Linked DNA regions of Rattus norvegicus: region 2 is linked to region 1. A link is a contact called in public Hi-C data. All regions are on one chromosome and are shown on one strand. Each heading gives the region's core, a stretch centred on a gene start, on an enhancer-like site or on the middle of the called end of the contact. The rest is flanking DNA. Distances are from core to core; before and after follow the strand shown.

The links. Hi-C and Micro-C count contacts between places; a contact is called where the count stands out from the background.
Region 2: a contact with region 1 is called in a Hi-C map of Schwann cells, with 6 times the contacts expected there. The contact joins the enhancer-like site here to the promoter of Or2c1 in region 1. A contact is called at or near these places in 3 of 12 Hi-C or Micro-C datasets (Schwann cells, frontal cortex and liver).

What each region holds. Positions count from the first base shown.
Region 1 is chr10:12,188,110-12,193,216 of GRCr8, reverse strand. Or2c1 (olfactory receptor family 2 subfamily C member 1) reads left to right here and starts at 3,025. Exons shown (of 1, transcript NM_001000493.1): 1 at 3,025-3,963. The coding sequence starts at 3,025. The coding sequence ends at 3,963.
Region 2 is chr10:12,220,013-12,225,119 of GRCr8, reverse strand. No RefSeq gene overlaps it. Among named protein-coding and RNA genes, the nearest start is that of Or2c1, 32 kb to the right of the region's middle. Within about 2 kb of position 1,904, at least 6 of the 93 cell types and tissues checked have an H3K27ac peak or open chromatin away from gene starts, as enhancers often do. A contact at or near this core is called in Schwann cells, where this site is marked.

The DNA.
Region 1 (5,107 bases), core at 1,776-4,275:
CCAGAATAAAAGAGGTCATCAACTCAATTACAGTGTTTTTCTCTGAAGCAAAAGCAGTAAGTTCAGCAAATATCTAACTCCCTTTTGTTCTCTGAGGTTCAGAACCTCACCAGGTACCCGTTCACATGTCCGCCTGCGTGGTCTCAGCCTTTGTGGTCGGGAGAACCAGGCATTGAGTTCTGAGAAACAAACTCATGCAATTTCCACTCCTCAGGGTGCCATGCAGGTTTGCACCGTGCAGCACAATAGCACTGAGCTGTTTCCTAGTTGGACTCCTATGTGCCTCGGTCTGACAATATGGCCCGTTCTCCTCACGCACTCCCCAAAGGGAGGTCCTGACATCTTACTCTTTTTCCAGTATGCCGAGCCATCCTAATTCCTTCAGAGTATGCTCCTGAGTATGGCAGAGGGGATCAAGTCAATGTAACTTAACAGGACCTGCTCCTCGGGGGCAGCTCAGACCGTGCCATTCATCCTGTAAGTCTCGTACCCAGGGAATCAACTGTGAGCACTGTTCTGTACTTATTAACTGATCCCTTGTCCTCAACTGCCAGGTCCTCAGACTTGGTCCATTGTTTGTCTGGTTTGTGCTTTCATCCTTGGGTCTAGGTGTGCCCAAGAGTAAGCCGTAGGTCTCAGGAAATACAGTAATGTAACTGAGAAGAAATGATGCCCAAGTTCGTCCGCTGGCCTCCAGAGATGTACACACATGCACCTGCACATGCACTCACATCCATAAAATCCTCTTAGACTCCCGTGTGCATTCTAGCACCAGGATTACCAATATTTTGTTATATGTTGTTTAAAGAGGGCAGTTTCGATCTTTAGTCAAGCGGACCTTGACGATTGCAAGAAGAGCCCCTAAGCTCACCTACGCACTTCCCTTAAATAACAATGTGTCTTCTGGTTGGGCCAATAGCTGGGGTTCCTGTGGAACAGACAGGCCACAGTTCAGAGAAACGACAGAATTCTCTCCCAACTGTTGGTTTCCAGATGACCCACGGATTATTTCTGTTTCCTGTTTAGATCCATTTACTTAGTAGGCTAAAGAAGAGAAAAGACCTTGGTAGAAACCTCTGAAGAAAGAGCAGTCTGGAGAAATAGCTCAGCTGGTAAAGTGCTTGTCACACAAGCCTGAGGACCTGAGTTCAATCCCCAGCACCTAAATAAAAAGCCAAGTGTGGGGGCTGGAGAGATGGCTCAGTGGTTAAGAGCACCGACTGCTCTTCCTGAGGTCCTGAGTTCAAATCCCAGCAACCACATGGTGGCTCACAACCATCTGTTGTGCATGAGATCTGATGCCCTCTTCTGGTGTGTCTGAAGGCAGCTACAGTGTACTCATATACAATAAAATAAAATCTTTAAAAAAAAAAAAAGCCAGGTGTGGTCTGTCAAGAAGTTAGATGTGACAGTACACCATGTAACCCCAGGACTGGGCAGGGCTCGGAGACAGGTGGCTCCCTGAGGTTGATGGCCAGCCAGCTCGACTTAATCAACGAGCCCAGGTCACCATAATTTAAAAAATAAAAAAGCAAGGACTACCACTTCTGAGTAGTAACACCTAAGGTTGACTTCTGTACACACACACACACACACACACACACACACACACACACACACAGTGCACAAAGAAAGGAGATGTTAATTGGCCTGTTATTGACAAGGCTGTTTGCTGCTTTTGAGATGTTAAGAATGGCTCCTTGGTTTAGCAGTAAACAGTGTAGACTTTAATTTCCATGACTATGGACACATGTAAAGTGTTTTAACTTCCTTACAGGAAACCCACCTTCATCTTCCACACGTTTTACTTAAGCTTTCTTGGCACGTGTGTTTTATTTGTATTTGTGTCTTCTTCACTGACAAATTCATGCCTCTTGTATATAGTGAATATTCAGTCTTCTTGTTAGTCTTTTAAATTTATTTTTATTTTTATTTTATGTGCGTGTGTGTGCGCGCGCGCGTGTGTGTGTGTGTGTGTGTGTGTGTGTGTGTGTGTGTGTGTGTGTATGCGCGCGCACCACATGCATGCAGTGCCCATGGAGGGCAGGAGAAGGCATCAGACTCACTGACGTTTGAGTTACAGTTGTGAGCCTCCGGGTGGATGCTGGGAACTGAACCCTGGTCCTCTGGGAGAGCAACCAAAGCTCTCAACAGCTGAGCATCTCTCCAGCTCCCTGCCATCTCGTTGTTCTGTGATTCGATAGACACGTGATGATCTTTCCAGACCAGGAGTTTCAATGCAAGAAGAGAAGACTATCAAGGACTGAGAAAAGACATTTCTTTCAAGATTTTATGTTTTGATGGGCATGGTGACACATGCCTTTAGTCTCAATACTCAGAAAACAGAGGAGGTGGAATCTCCGTTAAGGCTAGCTTGGTCTACACAGCAACTTCCAATCTGGCTTAGAATGTATAACGAGAACCTGCCTCAAAAAAAAAAAAAAAGACTTTTTAAAAATGATGTATACAGGAATTTGGGGTGGTATGTTCACATCTGTGAAGTTGCCAGAAGTGTGTGTCAGCCCCTGGAGCTGGTCTTATAGGCTGTTGCAAGAAAAGATCAGTGAGAACCAAAAATGGATTCTGTGCAAGAGCAGCCTGTGCTCTTAACTGCTGAGCCGTCTCTCAAGCCCGTGGGGGTTGGGGGGGGGGGGCGTCTATCAGTAACTTCTGCGGAGATTTTCCAAATTCACTTCTCAGAGCATAGAGAAACTTGGCTGAGGAAACTGGTGTTTTGAGAAGGTCGGTATCTAATCTAACTTGCCAGCTCCCCTCTGACCTGTCGCCCTAACTGTAGTCCGTCCTCACAAGACACTCCTTTCATCTCTGTGCTAGGTCCCTTTTGATATCCCAGCTCAACTGACAGCCAGGGATTGCATGAAAGCCGCGGCCAGAAAGGGCGGATTGGTCTTCAACTGCGGAGCCTGAAGAGCATTCTGGTCGCAGGTTCGGCAGTAGCCCCCTCCTCGCTTGTCTGCCCTGGAGATTTTCAGAGCAGACTTCCAGTGACCCGGGCAGCCGGCGATGGAGGTGGGCAGCAACATCTCTTCTGGGAGCTTCATTCTGATGGGTATCTCCAACCATCCCCAGTTGGAGATCATCTTTTTTGTTGTCATCCTGTCCTCTTACTTGTTGACGCTGGTTGGGAACTTGACCATCATCCTGCTTTCCCGCCTCGATGCGCGGCTCCACACGCCCATGTACTTCTTCCTCAGCAACCTCTCTTCCCTGGACCTGGCTTTTACTACCAGTTCAGTCCCTCAGATGCTGAAAAATTTATGGGGGCCAGACAAGACAATCAGCTATGGTGGGTGTGTGACTCAACTGTATGTTTTCCTTTGGCTGGGGGCTACTGAGTGCATTCTGCTCGTGGTAATGGCATTTGATCGGTATGTGGCAGTTTGTCGGCCCCTGCACTACATGACCGTCATGAATCCTCGGCTCTGCTGGGTGCTGGCTGCTATTAGCTGGTTGGGTGGCTTAGGCAACTCCGTGATTCAGTCAACATTCACTCTGCAGCTCCCGTTTTGCGGACACCGGAAGGTGGACAACTTCCTGTGTGAGGTACCCGCCATGATTAAATTGGCCTGTGGGGACACGAGTCTCAATGAGGCTGTGCTCAATGGTGTTTGTACCTTCTTCACTGCGGTCCCGCTAAGCATCATCCTGGTCTCTTACTGCTTCATTGCCCAGGCCGTGATGAAGATCCGCTCTGTGGAGGGACGGCGGAAGGCCTTCAATACATGCGTCTCCCACTTGGTGGTAGTGTTTCTCTTCTATGGCTCTGCTATCTATGGGTATCTGCTTCCAGCTAAGAGCAGTAATCAGGACCAGGGAAAATTCATTTCTCTCTTCTACTCTGTGGTCACGCCCATGGTGAACCCGCTCATCTATACTCTAAGGAATAAAGAAGTGAAGGGGGCCCTGGGAAGACTGCTGGGGAAAGGAAGAGGAGCCAGCTGAGGAAAACACAATCTTCTCCATCACTTACTGCCTCTTGCATTCTTTTTATGAGGGGTTCCATCATCAGTAAAGCCAAGGCGTGTTCCTGACAATACAACACTTTTGGAAGATGGTTAGTGTTACTCGAAACCTTGTTTATTTTCCAGAAATACTACTGTGTGCACCACAGATAACAGGGCAGGTATGTATCGTAGTGGGTCCAGGGACTATTGACCTAGCACAGATCTCTCTCACGGTCCCTGACTCTTAGGTCCACGTTATGTATTATAACATAATCCCGCTGAATTTTTATTTTCTAAGGAAAGAAACGTGACGTTTCTTGTATAATTTTGCTATAACTCCATGAATTCACGCAGGCAGTATCAACCTCAGATGGAAATAGAATTCATCTTGGCATCTTAACCGTCCATCATCGTGGTCCAGTTCTCTGTCTCTTCTCAACACTGCAGGCTAACTATTCGTGCTTCCCACCTCCCTCTCACCTGATTACCCTTTTCTGTATGTCTGCATCCAAGTTTACCTTCTACCCAATGTGATAATTAGTGAGAAATTTAGGCAAGGCCATTTGCCTGTCAATGCTAACCCAAAATGTCTTCGTCTGACTTTATTTGAATCGTTGCCGCTAACAGCCAGAGTCATCCGGTTTGCGACCAGTCTTCTCAGTGGATTGTGGGATATGCTATGACTTCTCAAGCAAGTTTAGGAGGGTAGTCTGTCCGTTAAGCATGTCCTCTGCCTCAAGTTTTAGTCTTCCAGCACTACTGTCCCAGAAACCCAGCAATCTATTTAGGGAAAAACTTACCTCAAGAAACTTGTGTGTTGGCACCTTAACACCTACATTGTAGTACAACCAATTTAAGCCTATCCCGGACTAGCTTACAAATAAATGACACTCGGACTATGGTTATCTTCAATCTATTCTTCTAACTGCTGGCTTTGCTACCTCCCCAGCCATGTACCCCAGATTCTTGCTGTTTTTTCTGGTCATGTGCTCAGGTCCATTTCCCCTCGTGATGACTTCTTCATCTCTATCATGCTTCCTCCTCTGTCTCTACCTTAGTATATACTTCAACTTAACTTATAATCTTTCATAAAATTTCTTCTAAGAATTCTCTCCAGTTTTTATTTTCCTTTTCTTCTATCT
Region 2 (5,107 bases), core at 655-3,154, 33 kb before region 1:
ACCTATTTTGGCCCGGTTTTTAGGCATCCAGAATGAAAGAGGCCATCAACTCGATTACAGTGTTTTTCTCTGAAGCAAAAGCAGGAAATTCAGCAAACATCTAAGTCCCTTTTGTTCTCTGAGGTCCAGGACCTCACCAGGTACCGTCTACATGTCCGCCTGCATGGTTTCAGCCTTTGTGGTCAGGAGAACCAGGCATTGAGTTCTGAGAAACAAACTCATCCGAGCAATTTCCACTCCTCAGGGCGCCATGCAGGTTTGCACCGTGCAGCACAATAGCACTGAGCTGTTTCCTAGTTGGGCTCCTATGTGCCTCGGTCTGACAATATGGCCCGTTCTCCTCACGCACTCCCCAAAGGGAGGTCCTGACATCTTACTCTTTTTCCAGTGTTCCGAGCCATCCTGATTCCTTCAGTGTATGCTCCTGAGTATGGCAGAGGGGGATCAAGTCAATGTAACTTAACAGGACCTACTCCTCGGGGGCAGCTCAGACCGTGCCATTCATCCTGTAAGTCTCGTACCCAGGGAATCAACTGTGAGCACTGTTCTGTACTTGTTAACTGATCCCTTGTCCTCAACTGCCAGGTCCTCAGACTCAGCCCATGTGGTCCATGACTGCTTACACCTGTCTGTTACTCCAGCTCCCAGGGGAACGGGCAGCTTCTGGCTTCAGAGCATTCAGGCGCACATACTGTTCAGTCTCCTTATTCATGTACTTTAAAAGAAAACAAAATAATTTAAAAGTAAACTTAGACCTGGGTGACTCCCCGCTGCCTGTAACTCCAGACCTCGGGGATCTGATGTGTGCAGGCACAGACACACGCTGTAAGGGTTTTTCCGTCACAAAGGATAGAGGGTGAAAGGTCCAAGCCCATTTCAGGGTTTGAAAACGGACCAAAACCCAACAATCCCTAAGCACGACACCCCACTACCTTAGTCAGGGTCTCTATTTCTGTGAAGAGATGCCATGACCGTGGCAATTCTTATAAAGGAAAACATCTCATTGGCTGGCTTACTGTTCAGAGGTTTAGTCCATTGTCATCATGGTGGCATGCGGGCAGACGTGGTACTGGAGAGGTGGCTGGGAGTTCTACATCTGGGTCCAAAGGCAGCAGGAAAAGAGTCACTCGAGGCCTGGCTTGAGCTTCTGAAACCTCAAAGCCTACCTACCCCCACTGATACACTTCCCCCAACAAGGCCACACCTCCAGTAATGCCACTCCCTGTGAGTCTGTGGGGGCCCATTTTCACTCAGACCACTCCACCCGCCAATCCCTGAGCATGAAATCCCACCAAATCCTTGGGCTTGCTCCAAGCTCAGGACTTGAAATATCACCAATCCCCACCCTAGAAATTGTCATCCCAGAACAGTACCCCCCTGAATACCCATATACGCATTTCTCTTTCTCAGTTCCCTGCTGCTTCCTGACCATGCAGAAGCAGCTACCTTCTTGTGCCTTTCCTGATAAACCTCTTGTGTGAGGGTTGTTGTGTGATGTGACTTTGTGGCTTTTGTTGGCTCCCAAACCAGGATACATTTCCCTTCAGAGCTGTCACACTTCACTGGGGAATTCTTCTACCTCAGAGCTGCAGCACCTCCACTGGAGAAGCCTCTCCACTCAGAGCTGCAACACCTTCACCGGGGAAGTCTTTCCCCTCGGAGCCCTAAGATTTACAAAGGTGTCCTGGTGATAGGAACCAAGAAATACCACAAAGTCACACCGCACCACAAGCCTCACACAAGAGATTGGTTGGGGAGAACCACAAGGCAGCTGCCTCTGAATGGGAAGAGCGACAGCAGAGCGCTGTTGGAGGGGCTTTTGTACGGTTTTTGGAACATTCACAGTGAACCGGGGCAGAAGTACGGCACAACCAGAAGTATTGTTTGGCCATGAAAGCTGAGTCATAGGGGCAAAGATTTCCAAGTCCCAGGAGCTGTGTTTGGGTCAAGACAAGGTCAGGTCCCTAGGCTCTGGCCTGAGGCTTGGGGTCAAGTCAGGGGCAGGGTGTTCTTTCCCTGCCTCCTGTTCCTTGTGTGTCTCCCTTTTGTGTTTATTATTGATAACTAATTGGTTTTGTAGAGAACAAGATAACTGCTTCCTGCTGAAACGAGGGCGTTGCTGTCAGGGCCGGGCAAGGCTGGAATGCTACTCAAAGGCTGTGAGAGAGATCAAACAGTGGGGATTGTCAGAAGCATCTGTTTGCTGGCCCAGCAGCAAACAGGGACAATGTGACAGGGACATTGTGACAGGGAGCAGTCACATTGGCTGGACTGGTTTATGTCTGCTTTGAGTCAGTCCAGGGCTCAGAGCCACTTGGAAGAGTTCGTAGCCCGCAGCTGGTTTCTGGAGGGTGTCTGTCAGCCATATAGAAATCAGACTCATGCAGATACGGACTAAGAGCAGAAGTTTAGGAACTTGAAGGAAAATCATACATTTGGACCTTTCGGACTCATAGTCCTGGTATTTGTGGGAGGGGGAGGGGAATCCAAAGACCCGGGGAGAGAGAGCTCACACCCTCAGGAAAGAGCAGGGGGCAGGGGACAGAAGCAGTACTTAATGACAGCAAGAGGTGGATCCAAGTCGTACGACTGACTCCCTTGACTCTCTAAGGCTTGCATGAAGTTTTTGTTTACAAGAGATAAACGTTTTAGATATATTATTAATTTGTAATGTGTTCTAAAATCCACATTATAGAAAAAGCAGGCGTCCTGCTTTGAGCCATAGCAGAGGCTTTGAGTCAAAAAGCTTGCACATTTTTCCTTTGTCCACAGGGCTGGGCATACAGATTGGACAGAGATGTTTTTAGCAGTATGAAAAGCACCGTAAGTCTATACTTAGAAGACAACCAGAGGAAATTTTAAATCTTGGGCTTGTGACTGATAAGAGTAATCAGGGCTTTATCGGTTTATCAGAGCCCTATTGATCAATATTAAAAGTCAGAACCTTCACCTTTGAGGGGGAAAGAAATCCGAATCATTTCCATCGCCTTAGATGACTTTCTTGTAACCTTACAACTTGTATTTACCCACCTTCAAACAACAGCTCTCACCTCCTCAGACACTTTCCTAGACCCTCAAAATTCACCTAAATTTTCACATTTTCCATCTAACATTTACCAGAGACACAAGTAATTATTTCTGAGAGCAGTCGTTGCAAAGCAAGTTCCTTTAAGTCCTTTTGTCTTGTGTTATTCTCCTTTCTTTTCTGCAGGCAAGTGACCCACCTGATATGAAACAGGGATTCCGAAGGAAAACTTTAAACAAACGTGCTTGTATTTAGAAAAGTAGGAGTCATGACCCAAGTCCAGAGCCAGCTTTCTAATGAAGTGGAATAGAATAAAACAGCTTTCATATTACCCACACTCAAAAGACCTTTGAATCCCTGATAAACTGAATCCAGTGACCAGAAGGCCCAGAGATAAATTCTGAGCCCTGGATATCAAAGCAACCAGGACGTGCAGCATTCATAGTGATGACTGGTGGCTGCTGGTGGAAAAGAAAGCAGAAACATAGAACACAGAAAGCTCATACACTCAAAGGAGAACAGTCAAAAATGAAACATGAAGTTTCCACCATCATCCGTACATTCAGCTGAGCCTGACCTGTTCCCATCTCAGCCTCCATGTTTACCACAGGACTTAAAGACACACCAGAAAACACAGACCCATCTTCACACACAGACAGACAGACAAAACTTTCCAACCAGCCAGAACCAGGCAGATGGGTGACATCTTGCTTTTTGCCCTGGATGTGAGTGAAAGAGTTTTATAGTTGGGTGATGAGAGGGTGGTGATGCTTGGCTATAAAGGGGTTTGGAGTGTCCCATACTTGGGATGCACCAGGGAGGCTGACAAGGCAAAGGTATGCCCAATTGTGTAATTCAGAGAAGGAGGAGGGGAATGGTTGGTGAGCCTAGAGTCAAGCGGATCAAGAGAGTAAAGGACACATAGGCTCCCATTTTGACTAGGTGGTCCCTTCCCAGCAATGGGACAGGACAAGTTGCTACCAGTAGGAAGGAGTGGGTAAGGGGGATAACTAAAGATACAGCTGAGTAGTGGTCTTTGATGAGGTTGGTAAGGCTGTCCCCCTCCTAGGACACTAGAAGAATGAGGAGAGATAGGTCCCTAAAACTCCATTAGGACCAGGTAGGTGACCCTGTTGTCCAAGAAGAACAGAGATTGGTTGCCCTGATACCATGATGATTACCCAGAGCTCCCTGTAAGAGATGGCAGTGGTCAGGCCAAGGGAGACCACACCGCCTCAGTTGTCCGTGGCTATGCCCAAGAGGTCAGCTAGAGAACAATCTGGGCCTGGTGTCCCCACACTGTGAGGGCCCTGGGAGCAGTCAACAGCACAATGTCCCTTTTGGTGGCACCTTGGACATGGTTGAAGTGGCTTGTGAGGGTTTGGGCATGGGAAAGTCCCAGGATCCTTCCTGATCACTTTGAAGCAGGGATCTAGAGGTCAGGGAGCCTGGACAGTTGCTATGGCCAGGTGAAAGGCCTGAGCCAACACCAGGGCCTTTTCATCTCGCCTATAGCACACCTCAAAGGCCACCACGAAGACTTCTGCCTGTGGAGTCAGGGGTCCCCTCTCTAGGCATTTAAGTTTGGCCCTAGTGTCAGGGGCACCCTGGAAGGAGTAAATCACACAGAACTGTTTCCCTGTGGAGTCTTGGGACGCAGACTGGTATATTATAAAGGAGGGCCTTTGTAAGGAGGTCCAGGAATTGAACAGATTTTGGTGTCAATGTGTGTCCTGAATGACCTCTTGGATTTTTTTCCTAATTTACCATTTTGGTGGGGGGTTGCCTTACGGAGAGTGAGAGCAGCCAGGAGGCAAGATATAAATTGGTCTCTGGCTGAAATGCCCCCCAGGATATTGGGATCCTGGTTGGGAACCATCTCCACCCAACTAGGTGGGCACCATTAGCTTGGTAGATTTTTGTCTGCGTGTGCCCTAGCCTGTTCCTAGACTCACCTGTGCTCCTCAGGGAGAAGGTTGTTGGTGGGGATCTTACAACACCAGGGAAGGTGAGCTTGTGAGACTGAGTAATATTATGGGAATTCTTTAGTAAGGTAGAGGAATTAGCAGTGCAGGACCCCAA